2 separate regions of the Arachis hypogaea genome follow, and region 1 is linked to region 2. The links are chromatin contacts, called in public Hi-C maps. All regions are on one chromosome and are shown on one strand. The core of a region is the stretch at or near the end of the contact, and the rest is flanking DNA. Distances in the headings are between cores, read along the strand shown. Region 1 holds the start of LOC112790258 (aldehyde dehydrogenase family 2 member C4). Region 2 has its middle 16 kb from the start of LOC112790257.

Region 1 (5,540 bases), core at 461-2,960, 82 kb after region 2:
GTCTAATTGTTACCATAATTTCCAATTCTGAAGGCTGGAGTTCCGGATGGAGTGCTTAATGTAGTTCCCGGATTCGGCCCAACTGCTGGTGCTGCAATAAGCTCACACATGGACATTGATAAAGTAATTACTAGTTTAGTTACATGTTACACATTATTTGCAATGTTTTGAGTATGTAACATTTAATGAATAAATAAATATACATATTTTCAGGTTAGCTTCACAGGTTCAACAGAAGTAGGGCGTGAAATAATGCAAGCTGCAGCAAAGAGCAACTTGAAACAAGTGTCACTTGAATTAGGAGGAAAATCACCTCTCATTATCTTTGATGATGCTGATATTGACAAAGCTGCTGACCTTGCTCTCTTGGGCATCCTATTTAACAAGGTCAACAACATACATTTGCTTTCAATTAAGAATTACAAAAATGTTATGCGAATACTAAAAATCAGTGATCAAATTAGTTATTATAGAGTTGTGTATAAATATACGTGTAATTTTTATTTTTTTATATATATATTTTATATTTCAATGTATATTTTATATTATGATTCATTTTAATAGTTGATTTTGATGTATACTTAGCATAGTCATAAGAATTATATCTCTGCCTATAATTCTTTTATCTGTTTCTTACCGCGTGTCACACACCATCAGGGAGAAGTCTGTGTTGCAAGTTCGCGTGTGTTTGTTCAGGAAGGTATCTACAATGAATTTGAAAAGAAGCTAGTAGAGAAGGCAAAAGCATGGGTTGTTGGGGATCCTTTTGACCCTAAATCTCAGCAAGGACCTCAGGTAATTAATTAGTTAGTTAAGACTTGCGATCAATATATACACATTGACACACTAACTCATTATGATTCTTAATTCTCTGGTGGCTAATTATTTTCGATATAATTAATGTAGGTTGACAAGAACCAATTTGAAAAAGTCCTTTCCTACATTGAACATGGAAAGAGACAAGGTGCTACCCTGTTGACTGGGGGTAAAACACTGGGCAACAAGGGCTATTACATTCAACCAACAATTTTTTCTGATGTGAAGGTGAGTAATTCTAAGTCATCAAGAGTTTAAATTAGGTAGATAATTAATTATTTTAACAACTGTGCCGTTTAATTAGGAGGATATGCTTATAGCACAAGATGAAATATTTGGCCCTGTGATGGCACTCAAGAAGTTCAAGTAAGTGAGATAGATAATTCTATCGTTATCATTAAGGAAAAAGTGCAATAAGTATATTTGATGATCTGAAAAAACAGGACGATTGAGGAAGCAATTAAGAGTGCAAACAACACAAGATATGGGTTAGCAGCGGGGATAGTGACAAAGAACATAGACACAGCAAACACAATGTCACGGTCCATTCGTGCAGGGACTATTTGGATCAATTGCTACTTTGCGTTTGGGGATGATGTTCCTTTTGGAGGGTATAAGATGAGTGGATTTGGAAAAGATTCCGGATTGGATGCACTTCACAAATACCTACAAGTTAAATCTGTTGTCACACCTATTTACGATTCTCCTTGGCTTTGAATATGACATAAACTATATATAAATTCTCCTCCTGCATTTATATTATGTTTAATAAGGCAGGAGGATCACATTAGTAGGTAATCAATAATTCAATATGTTATTTCCTGCTTTCCGAGTTTGCGTATCGCACGGCAATTCTCTTCGTATAAAATATAGTTTCATAAAGTGCCTTTAATCAGATATGTTGTGATATGCTATGAATCCAAAATGATAAAGCGATTCAGAACCCTCTCGCGGGAAACATGTCAGATTACTAAAATCCCATCATATACATTATTAACAGTCTTTTCAACCAAACCACAAATTCATGATTAGTCAATAATAGTTTAAATTTGATAAAAGAAATAAATGAAATAAAGTAGTAGGTGAAAATCGAGAATCGCGCATTATTATATAAAGCTTTAATTTCCAAAATTCCATCCACAAGCAAGCAATAATTGATAAGACCTCTTGTTTCCATCGTACATAACCCCTCAAAACGATCCTATATTCTTTTTCTTTCTTTGCTTCCAATAATTAAGGAAAACACTCACGCGCGCGCACACAGGGGGCGAGTCCTTACAGTAGAGATGGTTGATAATGGTGTCTCTGATTCCTTATTCAAGATGCCCACTATCAAGTTTACTAAGCTCTTCATCAATGGACAGTTTGTTGATTCCATATCAGGTTCCATCTCTATTTTTCTTCCTTTTTATTGATCCTTCATTTCATTTTACTACCAGCTTTGTTCCTTTTTCCTTTTTTTTTTTGTTTTCAATTTTATCCCTTTTTTCTTTAATTTTTTCTTTTTTTGTTTTTATAAAAAATAAAGAGACTCGAACTCGTCACTTTTTAAGTGAATATGAGAATACTATATCATTTGAGAGATAACTCATTGCTTTCTTCGATCTTTTCACTTCTTGTATTTCATCCGATGTATATACATCTTTATGCTTCATTCCTTTAAAAAATAAAAAAAAAGATAAAGTATTATATGTACCTCAGTTTTAGGAGGTGGCTTCCAAATTAATGATACTTTATTTAATGGGAGTCACTCAGACGCTTAGAACGTCTTTTTCTAAAGACGTTTTTTAATAATTAAAATTTAACTTATATAATCAATCAAACTGTACTATTTTGTCAAAATTAGACCAAACAAATCAATTTGACTGAAAAATCGATAAATCAAATCTTGAACCGATCTAAATTAATTTATTTTTTTATAAAAAATGATTATAATATTCTTATTATAAAAAATTACTAAAATATTTTTTATTATATATATATTAATTTTGAAAATCTTAAATTCTAATTCTATGATGCCATAAAGAGAAGAGAAAGGTTAGAATTTAGAATTTTAAAATATATAGTAGAAATATTTTAAGTTATTTTCTATAATAAGAGTATTATAGTTATTTTTATAAAAAATATTAATTTAAATCGACTCAAGATTTGGTTTATCGATTTTTTGGTCAAATCGATTTATTTTATCTAATTTTGACAAAAATAACACAATTTGATCGATTATATAGGTTGAATATTAATTATTAAAAAAATATTTTTTAAAAAAAATGTTTTAAACATCTTTACGTGAATGACTCCCTTATTTAATTGCACCAACATATTATTTTTTCTAATTTTTTTCTCCTCTCTATAATATAATATATTTATATAAAGCACACAATATATAATCAACTTGTGTATTAAATTAATAGTAAAGAATTTAAATGACATATTTAAAGATAATCAAAATTTAGCTAGACTTCATTGTCATAAGTAATACAAAATAGATTTAATATTGTGTTAAATAAAGTAGAATTTATGTACAGATGTTTTTATATAAAATTATTAATTAAACATTATTATATAATAATTTAATAAAATATATTAAATCATCTAATATTTTTTAACTAATAATTCTATATGAAAATAGTTCTTTACCTTTAAATAATAATTTTGTATTTTGCTATACAAAACAAACAGGGAAGACATTTGAGACAATAGATCCGAGAACAGGAGAGGTAATAGTGAAGATCAGTGAGGGAACCAAAGAAGACATTGATGCTGCTGTTGCAGTGGCGCGTGAGGCATTTGACACAGGTCCATGGCCCCGCATGACCGGAATTGTACGGACCTTTTTATCCCTCTTCTGTTATTTCTTCTAGAACTAGTGAACTACTACTGTATAGAGAACCAACACGTAATTGTAAATTCGGGTGGTTAACAAAATTTGTTATTTTTTATTAATATTTAACTAATAAATATATTTTTATTTTAAATTTTAAAAATAAATATTAATTTAAAGTTTTAATTAATATTAATAAAAAATATTAGTGTCTAATATTTTTGAATCAAAAATTTAAAATTTAATTTTTATATATTATATATAAAATAATTTTTTTATATTAATTATCTGAATATTCATTAAAAAACGTACTTGATTATTGTAGAAATGTGTAAACATTAAGTTTGCTACAATTATGGCTGGAAGTGAGTCGAGTTGAGTCGAACTAGACCAAATTCAAGTTCAGCTCACGACTCATTAACAATCGAACCTATTTCGTAAGCTCAAATTCGACTCAACGAAAGCTCACGAATTGGTTCAAATAATAGAAACATAATCTATAATTCTATATTAATAAATTATAATTTATATATATTAAAAATATTAGTAAAATAAATTTAATATATTATTTATCTATTAATTATAAATTTTTTATTTATATCCTACATCAAAATAATTATAAAAGTTTAAATAATTAAGAACATTAATATATATACAAAATTATATATTACTATTTTATATGTATATATATTAAATTATTAATATGCATATCTTATATGTTTTTAATTTATAATTTTAATATTATATATAATTAAATCAGCTTATAAATTAATGAATTAAGTTTATCTAAGTTTAAATTTGACTTATTTAATTTATGAGTTTAAATCCAAACTCAAATTCAACACACTAGCTCACAGTTCAACTAAATAAACTATTAATGAATCAAACTTAAATTGCCTCGTAAGCGAACTTTGACGCACTTCCAGCCCCTACCACAATTATATAACATCTATTCACAACGTCAGATCAACGTTTTTTCTATATTTTGCCAACCTGGCCACTTTACTTTTGGAGAAAAGCAACTACGCGATTATTAAGAGAGTAAATGAATAAAATATAAGCATAGGTTTGGGTGTTAATGGTATTGGCTGGTGTGGTAATGAACAGGAAAGAGCAAAAATTATGGTGAAATGGGCAGAGCTTATTGAAGAAAATGGAGAAGAATTAGCGGCATTGGACACCATTGAAGCTGGGTTGCTATACCAATTCACCAAGTTTGAGATTCCCGCAGCAGCGGATATGTTGCGGTACTATGCTGGTGCTGCTGACAAGATTCATGGGAAGGTATTGAAGAGCTCTGGACAGTTCCATGCATACACATTAATGGAACCAATTGGTGTTGTTGGACACATCATCCCTTGGAATGTTCCTCTTATGATGTTCTTCACCAAGGTTGCACCTTCCATTGCTGCTGGCTGCACCATGGTCCTCAAACCCGCTGAACAGACCCCTCTCTCTGCTTTATTTGTTGCTCATCTAGCTAAGCTGGCATGTCTATATTAATTAATTCATTCATTTTCTTAACTAATTTATTCTTGAGTATATATTCAAATAAGTTCTTAAAAAAATTTATATTTAATGTTTTTGTCATAAGAAAATTTTATTATATTGAGATTTTTAATTTTATATAAGTAAGATATACAAGTCTTTACGTTATATTTTCGATAACTTATCAATATGAAAACGATAAATATGACTAAGATAATGATTTATGTATTTTATTTTTATAAAATTTAGTAACTTGAATATAATAAAAAAAATTTGTGAATGAAAACGTCCTACGACGCTAAATTTCTTAGGACCTATTTGAAAATATACTCTTTATTTTTTGTAAGAGGATAACATAAATAATTATATTATTTCTGCTTTGAATAAATTCAAGGCTGGAGTTCCTGATGGAGTG
Region 2 (5,424 bases), core at 115-2,614:
TGGAGACCAAATCGGATTTGTCGGAGGGCATGCTCCTTCAGATCCTTTTGATTCAAACTCACTATGAGGACTACCATAAGATTGTGATGATTCCAAGGCCTAATAGGGAAAATGAAGGGGCCGACGGTGCGGATCTCATAGGCCGTTGTGGTAATAAAAAGGTGCCAAAAATGACAGCACACCCATCTGGGCATGGTGAGAAGCTTCATGAACAGGGCACAACAACAGCTGTGAAATCCTCAGAGGATAAAGGGAAGGCAATCCGCAAAGTCCCTGGACAACTCACTGTTGGACATTTTTGTTCCTAACTCCCCCACAGAAGATGATGTTGTTGTGATAGAAGAGTTGCCTTTGACATAGGGTAAAATGTCCACCGCGACCCTAATAGTATCTTTAGGTTTAGGACAGTTCTTCTCCCTACACTGGGCTATTGGCACTCCAAAGACGTCCCCCAACGATGCTGCCCTCCTAGGGGAACAACCTGGTAGTCCAATAGGGAAGGTAAAAATACTTCATATTGGTCTTCAATCCAAAGCCTTGTTCCTTTCCCTAATATGTGGTAACGAACTTTATGCAGGATATGCGGAGCCTTCCAGTGTGCAGTCAGTTTGAACGTATGACACAGCTAGCTGGCTTGTATAGCTCCACACCTCTGACACAGAAACTGGAGACGCTCCCCCGGCTTGACCATGTGGAAATCATGCCGATGAAAATGCGGCCTCTTCTGAACCTCAGCTGCCTGCCGCCAAGACCCCCCACAATTGGGGTCAAACGGCGCCCAATGATCCGCCAAGTTGCTAGCAGCAAGAGCCGCCGGTCAACCAGCAATGTGGATTCAAGCCTCCCGACTATTCCACTGGTATAACCCATGTTAATGCTTCACGTCTAGCATGCATATTCCATTTCCAATGAATGAGGCTAACGACTTTTCCTTTGACCTCCATGAATGTTCCTTTGCAAAGCTTTAATATGTACTTCTGGCCAACTCTTGGGATGGGATTATCGAGTGATGAGTGCAAGCTGGCGACATATATTTTCCAACACAAACAAGATAATCCGATTCCAAATCTCGAGTATGCCCCTAGACACACCTCCTGCAGTTACGATAAGCACAGTCACACACATTCACAATTGTTATATCGTGCACTGAAGAGGATGCTCTTATCTATTACCAGACATTCGTTTTCTACTTACCTCCCCAACTGAAATCCCGTTTTCATTTTTCGAATCAACCACCCAAAATGGCCAACAACAAGGGTTGGCCCAAACAAAAGCAAATAAATTTCAATTTACGTTGACATGTGGCAACCAACTTCTTTATCAAAAAACAAGAATGATGGAATGGGCCGAAATAAGCCCACTAAACTTCTACTGGGTCAGGGTAGGCACAACAAAATTCCCAACCACATTACTAAGGAATACAAGCATGAATCTAATGTTAGTGATTAGTGGAATTTTTTTTTGTTTTTGGCAGATTGGGCTAATTTAAACATGTAGTTCGTATTTCTTTAGTTGGGCATGGTTTGGGCTGCTTTTACACCAGTGGAATGGGTTTGATAATAACGTCCATTGCTCATTTTATACCCGAAAAATTAATGCGGAAGCTCCATACACGATCGAACCTAGCGCAAAACATTGCACAAAACAAGTTGTTTAAAAGAAATGTCTAAGGTAGGAAAATTTGAAGCTGGTTCTTAAAGGACTAGGGAAGAATATTCCAATTTAATGGTATATATTAGTACCGTACAAAAAATATGTAAATTTAGACAATTCTACTTTAAAGTAGTCCTAATTATAAAAGGGTCTGTTAGAATAAGTAACAAATTGATGAAATAGTTGAAAACTAAGTATATCCTTTTGATTAATTTTAAAAAAAGAATGAAAGAATTTTTTTGATATTATGAAAAAGTGGTATTTTGATGTCAGTATTAAAAGATTAAAAAGGTTTTTATTTTGATGTTTTTTATTCGTATGATAACTTAAATTTTGATTTCTAGTTTAAAATATTAAAGTATCTATAGAATTCATATTAGAAAACTAAAATATTTGTTAATTAGTGATGACTGCACATTATGTTAGGTTTTTTTATGTTTTTTCATACAAGAAATTAATGTTTTATGCTTAATTATTGAGTGTTTTAATACTTAAATAGTATATTGATTTGATCTTTTGATTTTATAAATTTTGTAAAAAATAAATAGAAAAAGAAGCAAAAAAAACACAAATTAAGGTTAGAAAGAAAAAAGAGGAATTTTGGAACACGCTTTAAAAATTGAGCAAAAGCGTGGCCCATGAACCATGAAGCCTTGGCATTAGTAACGTGATACATTAATGCCTTATGCATGCATTATCATTGAATTAATAATTAAAGCATGCATGCATTTAATTATTAATGCCAATTGGCAATGAATGAACAAATGAAGCTTTGCGTTAATTAAGTAATACATTGCCATTACTAATTAATCAAATAAAGCTTATGAAAGCATGCATGCATGAAGATATTAACGCCATCAATTCATGAAGCATGCGTTAATATAATATGCAAGGCGATTAATAATATTTAGAGCACCTACAATGGTGAGTTCCTCTTTCACTTTTTTCTGATACATAGGAACTCTAACTATTGGAGGAGACAAGGAATGAGTTCCTGCACGAGTCTCAAGATGAGGGAGTTCCTCTAAATAGAGACTCAAATTAACCAATAATAACTTGTCATTTGGCAAATTATTTTAAAAAAATAATAATATAAAATCTAAAATAATTAAATAATTATATTAAATAATGAAATAATAATTAAATTAGTAATAATTATAATAAAAATTATATTAAATAATTATATTTTTATTTAATAAATAATTTATATTAATTATTTAAATAATAATTAATTATATTAAATAATTAAATTTTTATTTAATTAATAATTTATATTAATTATTTATATCATAATTAATATTAAATATTATTTATATTATTATATTAAATTATAATTAATTAAATTTACTTACATTAAAAAATAAATTTAATTTTTACACCTTACAAAATAATTCTTAGTTGAGTTAGTTATTTTTATTTTTAAAATTTAAAATGTTAACAATATTATTAAAATTAGCAGTTGTAAACACAAAACTATAAATTAGTGTAATCCACAATTATATATTGTGTATTATTGTTATATATGAATTTATTTAATATTAATATCTTTTAATAGTTAATTATTTTAAATTTATAAATTTAAATAATATTATTAAAAAAATCAATTACATTAATTTTAAGTATTTTAATTAATTAATTAAGTGGGACCACAATAGGGACTAAAGTTAGTTCCTCCTAATGGAGAAGAGAGAGATACTTTGAGTTCCTATTTACCGTTTATAACGCAAAAGCTGATGTGGAGTTACTTTTTATGACAGGTGGGCCATAAATAGGGACTGAGATGAGTTCCCTACTGGAGATGGTCTTATGCACGCAATGAGCCATTTAATTTTCTAGCATGGGGCCATTAATCAAAAGGAAGCTTACCGTGAATAAAGCAAGGAATGCTGCACTCTTTCAAGAACGCTCTACGTTCATATGAAGAGCGCTACGCTCTCCCCTTCAAGAGCGCTTGCGATAGAAAGCGAGAAAAAAATCAGCTTGCGGATCTACGCACACGCATGTGTTGCACATACGCGTGAGTGTACGAACGCTCTGCTCGCCTCAAGAATGCTACGTTCTCCTGGAAGTCTATCTTTTGCTTAATTAACATCACTCCAAGTCTATTTAAACTGCAAGCAAGTAAGCCCATAATTATCAACCAATCAAGGCCACAAGAATAATTTAGAATAGTTAATTTTTATTTGATTATAATTTACTTTTAATTTCATTTCAATTTGTAATTTAGAAAAGCCTATATAAAGGCATTAGTTTCATAGAATTAAAAAGGTTGGCTCAGAAGGCTTGAGGGCTCGGATCAGTACGAGTAGGAGTAGAGGCTGGAGGATTAGAGACTCCAGAGCTCTCTTGGAGGATTAGAGACTCCAGAGAGCTTAATTTAGAATTTCTTTATTTTCTTTTCTGCACTTCACATTTTAGTTGTATTGAATTTAGTTTAGTTTATCCAATTTCAATTTCTTACACTTCTCTTCTGCAATTTTCCTTTCTGAAGTTTTACTTTTGCTTTGGCATTGAGATTGATTTACTTTCAAGCAATTTACATTTCCTATAAGTGTTCTTAGAGTGATGATCCATTAACCCCACTTCATTAGGGGAGGAGCTCTATTATAATTCACATGATTGAATGAACTTCTTCTTCTTCTCAATCGTTTGGGTATCTATAGGATATCCTCTGTTTTGATTGAGACTTATTCACTCCGGAAGGGAGTTTGAATATGTTGAATGCTTGTGTGAACATTGGAAGGAGAATCATAGGCATTAGAATTGGAGCTCTATCCTTCACAATTCTCTTGACCAACACTATTGGGAGGAATTGAGGTCTTGAGAATTTGTATGGCTTATGGATGAGAGACATGCACTTAACCCCTTCTCATGACAATTGGATCAAGGAATTGGCAAAATTGATTGTGATTAGAGAGATTGGGTTGCCAAGGAATTGGGATCTAATCAATTTCAATCTGCCATAGATCTACTCATATGATTGAGAAAGGAGTTGAGACCCATTTGATCATTGTGGATTATGATATCTCCAATCTCTAATGAATCTTTCTTTCTGTTGATCTTCATTTTAATTGCCTCTGAATTTATTGCTTCCTTTAATTTTCCAGCACCCAATCCCCATTTACATTTCCTGCAATTTATCTTTCATGTAATTTAAGTTTCTTGCCATTTGAGTTCCCGTCAATTTACATTCTGCACTTTAGATTTCATACAATTTACTCTCTGTTAATCAATTTCACTCAATACACCACTGTTAGCTTGACTAAACTAATCACCTTACTAAAGTTGCTTGATCCATCAATCCCTGTGGGATCGACCTCACTCCGGTGAGTTTTACTACTTGATGCGACCCGGTACACTTGCCAGTTAGTTTGTGTGAAAATCGATTTTCCCCTCATCAATTAGCATTACATTTAAAATACCAAAACATCCTTTACGTAATAACTTTAAAAGTACTATTAAACATTTAATATGAATAAATAATATTATTTGAGTTATTTTAATTTAAAATTAAAAAGGTTAAAACATTCTATAGTTAGCCTTTAAAATACCAAAACAACTTGTTTTTAGCATTTACCTTAAAAAATTAAAATACCATTTTAGAATATAATTTACTTAATTGTATTAGAAATTGTAAATTTAAAGTTTGACACAATTAAAATACTCATATAATTAAAAATAACAAGATAACATTTTCAGGTTTATCTTAAAAAAATATTTTAAAATATTAATATAGATTATATTTATATTGTGTGATCGTATTAGGAACGA

The links. A called contact is a pair of places that touch in the nucleus more often than the background predicts.
Region 1: a Hi-C map of an unstated tissue shows a contact between it and region 2, with 4 times the contacts expected there. The contact joins the promoter of LOC112790258 here to the enhancer-like site in region 2. A contact is called at or near these places in 3 of 8 Hi-C or Micro-C datasets (leaf and an unstated tissue).

The regions. Positions count from the first base shown.
Region 1 is chr3:35,213,508-35,219,047 of arahy.Tifrunner.gnm2.J5K5, forward strand. It overlaps LOC112790258 (aldehyde dehydrogenase family 2 member C4), which reads left to right and starts at 1,711. Exons shown (of 8, transcript XM_025832572.3): 1 at 1,711-2,199; 2 at 3,496-3,638; 3 at 4,745-5,125; 4 at 5,520-5,540. The coding sequence starts at 2,103. LOC112790259 (aldehyde dehydrogenase family 2 member C4) reads left to right here. Exons shown (of 9, transcript XM_025832573.3): 4 at 34-123; 5 at 214-387; 6 at 658-795; 7 at 907-1,044; 8 at 1,121-1,182; 9 at 1,260-1,645. The coding sequence ends at 1,533.
Region 2 is chr3:35,131,852-35,137,275 of arahy.Tifrunner.gnm2.J5K5, forward strand. No RefSeq gene overlaps it. Among protein-coding and RNA genes, the nearest start is that of LOC112790257, 16 kb to the right of the region's middle. Within about 2 kb of position 1,365, at least 3 of the 3 cell types and tissues checked have open chromatin away from gene starts, as enhancers often do.